2 separate regions of the Mus musculus genome follow, and region 2 is linked to region 1. Evidence: chromatin contacts called from public promoter capture Hi-C data. All regions are on one chromosome and are shown on one strand. The core of a region is the stretch at or near the end of the contact, and the rest is flanking DNA. Distances in the headings are between cores, read along the strand shown.

The links. Promoter capture Hi-C pulls out the DNA fragments that hold promoters and counts their contacts.
Region 2: a contact with region 1 is called in a promoter capture Hi-C map of liver, with 4 times the contacts expected there. The contact joins the promoter of Ralgds here to the promoter of Wdr5 in region 1. A contact is called at or near these places in 7 of 39 promoter capture datasets (3T3-L1-derived adipocytes, embryonic stem cells, epiblast stem cells and 3 more) and 3 of 115 datasets of contacts at active chromatin or transcription factors (embryonic forebrain, embryonic hindbrain and pancreatic cancer cells).

Annotation. Positions count from the first base shown.
Region 1 is chr2:27,513,536-27,516,780 of GRCm38.p6, reverse strand. Wdr5 (WD repeat domain 5) reads right to left here and starts at 1,634. Exons shown (of 14, transcript NM_080848.2): 1 at 1,501-1,634.
Region 2 is chr2:28,531,878-28,535,122 of GRCm38.p6, reverse strand. It overlaps Ralgds (ral guanine nucleotide dissociation stimulator), which reads right to left and starts at 1,659. Exons shown (of 18, transcript NM_001145835.1): 1 at 1,390-1,659. The coding sequence starts at 1,572.

The sequences.
Region 1 (3,245 bases), core at 385-2,884:
TATGCACTGGTATTAAAAAACCAGTCTCAAGCTTGGTATGGTTGGTGTAACAGGCATAAATCAACTACCAGGCCTGACCTGGTGCTTATTCTTAATGCAACTATGGCCATGAGTTCCCATAGCAACCACTTTTGTGGACCATACAGGTAGCAACAGGAGCTGAGACTTAAGTAATGAAAAGGGCTAGAAAGTCTCTTTCAACCAGCATCTCATCTCCCTACTCCAGTGAAATGAAAGGCCAACAGTGTAGGGCAGATCTATCTCCAGTGTGGGAAGTCTCTAGGAACTAAGCTTCTTTTAGCATATAAAGAGATTCACCTAACAGCAGGTGGATGACCTTGCCAACAAGCACACCACCACCCAGCCCTGCCCATCACATCGTTAATAAGCTGGGTCTTTCAGGAAGACAAATATTAACATCTGAAGACACTAGTTGTAGCACCACCCACTTTAATTCCAGCTCTAAGGATGAAGAGCTCTAAGGATGTGGGCCCCAAACAACCAACCAAAAAACAAAAACAAAAACGGGGAAGAAAGAAAGAAAGAAAGAAAGAAAGAAAGAAAGAATATCAACATTAGCCAATCTGCCTCACAGCATTCAGGAGGCTCAGGAATTCAAAGCAGTTAAATGTGAGGCTAGCATCAACCTGAAACCGGCTCAAAGGAGACCACCACTTTCCAATTCCACAGGGTAGAGTCCAAGACAGAGCACTCAGGAAAGCAGGACTTGGGGAGGGCAGGTCTGGGAGGAAGCTGGGTTAAGCAGGATCCTCAGCAGGTGGTTTGGAGCTGGCCTCCACTGCCCACAAAGGAGGTAGGTAACCGGCAGCCGCAGCCGGGGCTTTACACTAGAGTGAGCCTGACTATGGAAGGGCAGCAGCCATCAGTCTCCCTCCAGTCAAATGTAGACTCCTGGTTTCCACCCTAGTACACAAGTATGGGAAGACAGAATGGTTCAGTCACTCAGGTGAGTGCAGTAGGTAACCCAACAAAGAACTCCAACCCATCCTCTCTGGGCTCCTAGATACCTAGGTACTAGTAGCCTTGGCTTCACACCACTGTGCGCTCAACTGCCCGGCTGTCCCGGACAATGTTCAGAAACCCTTGACCGGTCAGCCCTAGTCAGGTAGAAACTTGCGCTAGGACACAAATGAGGGTTGTGCCCGCAGCACGAGAGGCGCCAAGTGGCCAAGGAAACCTGCGCGACGCTGGCTGGGTGTCCCCGATGAGACAGAGAATTCCACTCCCAGTGACGCCAGTCTGAGGTGTGAGTCTCGAGAAGCTCGCAGGACTAAGGGTCTAGGGGCGTAGCAGGGGCCGCAGTGGAAGTAGCGGGCCGTGGCGGCCACAAGGGGCGGCGGGGTCGGGGCGCGGCCGCAAATGCGGCGTCCGGCCCGGCCCGAGGCCCTCGGAACACGTGCGGCGCTGTGGAGCCCGGAGCCCGAGGGCCCTCGTGGCCGCCGCTCGCCTCGCGCCCGCGGGACCGGGTTTCTCGCTTACCTGCCGGGGCCGCGGCGGCGGGGCCGGGCGCTCTGGCGTCGCGTCGGCTAGCCCTACGCGCGAGAGCAGACGATCTGCTGGACTAGGCGGCAGCGGCGCGGGAGGCGGGAGGGATTGCGCGTGCGCGAGGGGCGGGACAACGGGCGGCGACGAGGGTCAGAAAAACTAGAGGAGGCGGAGCGCCTTAAAGGGGCCGTCTGTGGTTCTCGCTTCCTATTTGACCGCTACTGGTGTTCGGTAACTGCAGACTGGAGCACTCTAGAATTAAAGATGGGTGAGAACGTGCTTAGGTGCCTCTCCTGTTATTCTAGGCTGTGTAGCCAAGCTAACAGTTACAATTTGCCTGTGCTGGCCCGTGCCTGCCCAGGACTGTTGGGAAACCTCTTGGTGCCACTGGTGGATGTCCACGAGGTCCGGAAGTCCGGAGCTCCTGCGGCCTCCCCAGCCTACCGCAAGGCGGGGGGCTTCCTGCCGCTGCAAACCACAGCTCAAATTGAACATACTTGCCTCTCTTCTACAGGGCCATAAGGAGGCTACGCTGTACCACCACCACCACCCCACACAGACACACTCCGAAAAAGGTCTTAGGAGCTACCGCTGCAGGGAGAGATCTACAGTAGTGTCCAGGGAAGGCAGGGCACTACTGTAGAGAAGGAAGCCTGCACGCTGACAAGAGAGGAGCTACCTGACTTAGAAGACAAACAAGAAAGAATGTGGACAGGAAAGGCAAGTGTCCCTAACACAGGGGCTCCAAGTCCTCCAGCTATGCATGCATCTGGAACGATGCAGTTGCACCTGAATGTAGGCTCAGGCAGTTCACATTCCAGGCAGCCACAGCATCCACTACAATCTGGCTCCTGTGTGGCTCTGGAGCTCCATTTTAAAGGCTTTATCTCATTTTCACAAGACAGCCCCTAGCAGGCTGGCCGGCCTGCAGTTAGCAAAGTTTTGACAGCCCTCTTTCCTGTTGGACCACCTCTACTCCTGTCACTAACGGGGAAAACACCCAGAGAGGAGGACACAGGGACAGAAGGAGAACCTGGAGCCAGGTCTGCACCTCTCACTTCACTGTCTAACTCACATGGTCTTAGACTCTTGGAGGTGGCTATGACCTGTGCAGCCTCATCTTCCAGTCTGGGAATATCAAATATAACGCGTGGGGAACCTGTGCAGAGGGAGGGACTAAGCAACTGAAGCTTGAGAATGGAGAGTGTGTGGTTGCCATAGCTACAAGAGTGTGAGAAGACTGACATTGGCCTGGAATCTCCTGCTAAAGGCACAGAAACAGTTCAGACGAATCTGTGTGTCTAACAGACCTATGCCAGGAGCCCTGGATGGAGTGGAGCATGGGATGGTAAGAATAACATCTCCGTATCTGCCTAGCTAACCGGACTGGAAACCAAACCTAATCCTCTGCCACCCACCTCTCAGATAACATTCAAACCTGTCCACCTCCATCCTCATCCCGGCTCTACCTAAGATGTGGCCTTTTCAAAATTCCAGCCAAAGGAATTGCTGAAAATCCAGGTAAAGTGTATGCATAGCATGCAAGAAGCCCTGGAGCCAATCCCCAACACTCATAAACCAAGTGCAACAGCACAAGTATTAGATAGTTAGAGGCAGAAATATTAGAACTTCAAGACCAGCATGGAAGGCTCAAAGGATAAGGGGTCCTGACCCAGAAGCCCCAGATTTCCAACTTTTACTCACACTGGATCTGTAGTAAGAATTTTGATATCTTTAAA
Region 2 (3,245 bases), core at 410-2,909, 1.0 Mb before region 1:
AGAAGACGAAAGGCAAAGACAGAGAGTGCAGGGACCTTAATTGGATTGATTTCATTTCTGGACCTGGGTCTGCTACCAGGAAACCAGACTCAGGATGGGGATGGGAGGGAATTATTGGCAAAACAGACAGGGATTTCCCTGCCCCCTCCCCCAGGCGAATGCTAAATGGTCATTGTGTTCAGTTTCCGGCTGTGGCCTCCTCTCCTGCCAGGACCCTGGCTTTCCTGACCCAGCCAGAAGCTTCCCTCTGATTTCTAAACGGTGACCAGGCTGCATGACAACACAGAGGCCTGGAGAGAGGGCAGCAGAGGAGGCACAGATAGCAGCAACCCATGCAGGAACAGAACCTTTCAACAGCCCTGCCACAAAGGGTCCTTAGGGATGTAGCCAGACAGAGTCAGAGAGAAGCTTGACACCCCCCTCCAGGAGTGATCAGGCTAGGCCCTTCCAGCACACAAAGCCGGAGACTCTGCCAGACATAATGAAAGCCAGATGAGTGCAGGGCTGGTGGTGGGCCGCCCACCACCAAGCTCCCCGGAGTCCCTCCCCAGCCGCCTCCAGGATGAGACCACTGGGTGAATGAGCAGCCTGGCTTGGGACACCTGCCAAGCACAAGAGGCCTCCTAGGCCTGGGGGCCCCATGACCAGAAGTTCCCGAGTATGCTTTGTCTGAGCCTTCTCTAGGCAGAGCAGGATGCAGGGCTGCCTTGGGATTCCACTACCCCTGGGGCATGGTGGCAGGTGTACACTAAGGTGAAAGGAAGAGGGCACTGCTGGGTGTCCCTGCCCAGGACACTAGAAACAAGCTCCTACCCACATTCACTATTCCCACCACCCACACATAAGGGCATGGTCTCTGAATCTTCCAGCCCATCCCACTCCCTTCCTGCCACTGCCTCCTCTGAACAGCCTCGATGTTCCCGGGTCATTAGACCTATGTCTGACTCAGTGATGGGTATTCAAAGGCCCCTGAGGTCCCACTCACCTCTGGGGAGTTTAGGGCTGTGCCACCACAACCACTTGCTGGCCCACTATATTGTGGCCTCCTCGTGTCACGCGCCCCATTGACAAGGGTTTGAAATGAGGATAGGCCCTCGTGGTTGGAGCATTCACACACCACAGGCGTGTAAATAGTGACAGCATGGAGGGGCTTAAAGGTTTGACTGACTGCAGTAATTGGGGTTGTCACACCTGTGATGAGTGGGAGCAGGTACTGGGATGAATTGAGGGGGCACGGGAATTCAGCTCTGATTCCCCACCTACTGCTGAGGGTGTGCTGGAAGCTGTAATGCCCAACTGGCTGCCCCAGGGCTGATACAGCAGGGGGACTTCTGAGGAAGGAACCCCCCAGCCACACACAATGCTGCAAAGGACGTTGGGCTCACCCACCTCCAGGCGCGGCAGATCAGGGTCGAGCTGCGTGAAGCTGTGCAGCACCACTGGGCAGCTGTCGGGGACGCCCACCTCCAGGCGCACGGCGTCCCACACGCTGCGGCTGCGCCGGGAACCGGGAAACAACGGCTCGGTGCCCCCTATGGGCCCGGCCGCCTCAGCCCACATGCGCTGCACCATGGACGACTCACGGTGGCGCGGGTGGCCGGCGGGCCGCGAGACCCGGGGCAGCGCGGGGCGCAGGGCCGGCGCGGCTCCGCGCTGCCTGCGCTCTGCGCCAGAGGCCGGGCCTCGCTGATGTCAGCTGGGGGCGTGGGCTGCTGGGGGAGTGGTTTCAGAGGGGGCGTGGGCCTCCTCTAGTTGGCAGGCCTGGTGGACAGCGCTTGCATACACAGTCTATGTATTGTGTGGGCGGCCCGTGATGCTGTTTTGCTGAAATCAGATCCACTTCCCGGGAATTCCAGTTACAACACCCCCTAGCTCTGTAGCCTCAGTTTCTTCACCTGGAAAGTATGGGTAATGAAAATGACTTCCTCCAAGAGTGTGACTGGGAGGATGTCAATGAGGTCACTGACTATGTGCTCATATATTAGAGTATGGGGAAGGGTGACCCTGAGGATTGATTGGGCTCAGTGTCCACAGGGCGTTGGCATCCAGTCCAAGCTCCATTGGGAGAGGGATGCTTCCAGCCTCAGCTCCAGTCACCACAGTCATGCACAAACTAGACAAACCTACTATGCAAAAGCAATGCTGGTTACCACTAGGTGAGGTGGCGTACTTTTAAAGGCTTGTTTATTTTATTGTATGTGTACTGTTATTTGCCATGCATGTGTGTACATTGCAGACATGGTAGACGCTGATGCCTGAGGGGAACAAACTGTGAATGCTGGGCCATCTCTCCCGCCACAAGGCCTAAATTTTCTTTGAAATTTTTAATTGTCAGAAAGTATTTTTATGAACAGGCTCCAGTGAATATGATTTAAGAAAAAGATAGGCAGATTTGGCTAGGTGTGGAGATCCCCTAAGGCTGCTCAGAAGCCCGGGCTCTGCCCTATCTCCAGGAAGTCCAGGCGTGTGGGGGTATATCACAGGAAGGCAGTGGCTCCCACACATTCTGTAGGCTTTTCCCCAGCCCCATTCCTGGGCCAAGGACCCGGCAGCAGCTCAGCTTTGTTTCCTGACCCTGCTGCTCTCTCCTATTCTGGCTTTCTTTTTCTAAGGGCCACTTCTCTCTGATACTTAGTCCCCAGGCGTCAACCCTGCGGGCAGGCCGTCGGCAGGCAGGCTGCCTCCAGACACACTAATTGCAGGGATGGACGGTGGCAGAGGTGAGGTTCCATCATCTACTCTGCTTTTCTGGTTGCTGTCCACCTGTTTTATCAAGTTCCTTTCCTGTCTCGCTCTGCATTTCCCTCCTGGGAAGTCTGTTCATGGATATCACATGCACAGACACAGAAACACAGACACACATATGTGTAGGCAGATACACAGAGACATAAAGCCACACAGACAGACAGACAGACAGACAGACAAGCTCCTCACTCCCATAGGCCAACAGCTCAAGCCTTTTTACTCTGACCCCCTTTCACCAATATAAGTGTCCCCATGTTCCTGCCTGCTGCCCTAGACCCCACAGGGCTCACACCCTCAGCATCCCCAGCACCAGCTGTGACTTTTTAGACACTTCCCAGAAAGCAGAGCCCTCCCCAAGGCCTCCTAAGCATTCCCTCATGATTAGCCCCCAGCCTACAGGGAATATCCTTTATCAAGAGCAGGCCCATCAAAAGAGAGGGGATAAGGACAGCATATGTGGGATAGTGAAGAACGTCTTGCAACCCACACCTAAATCTAAC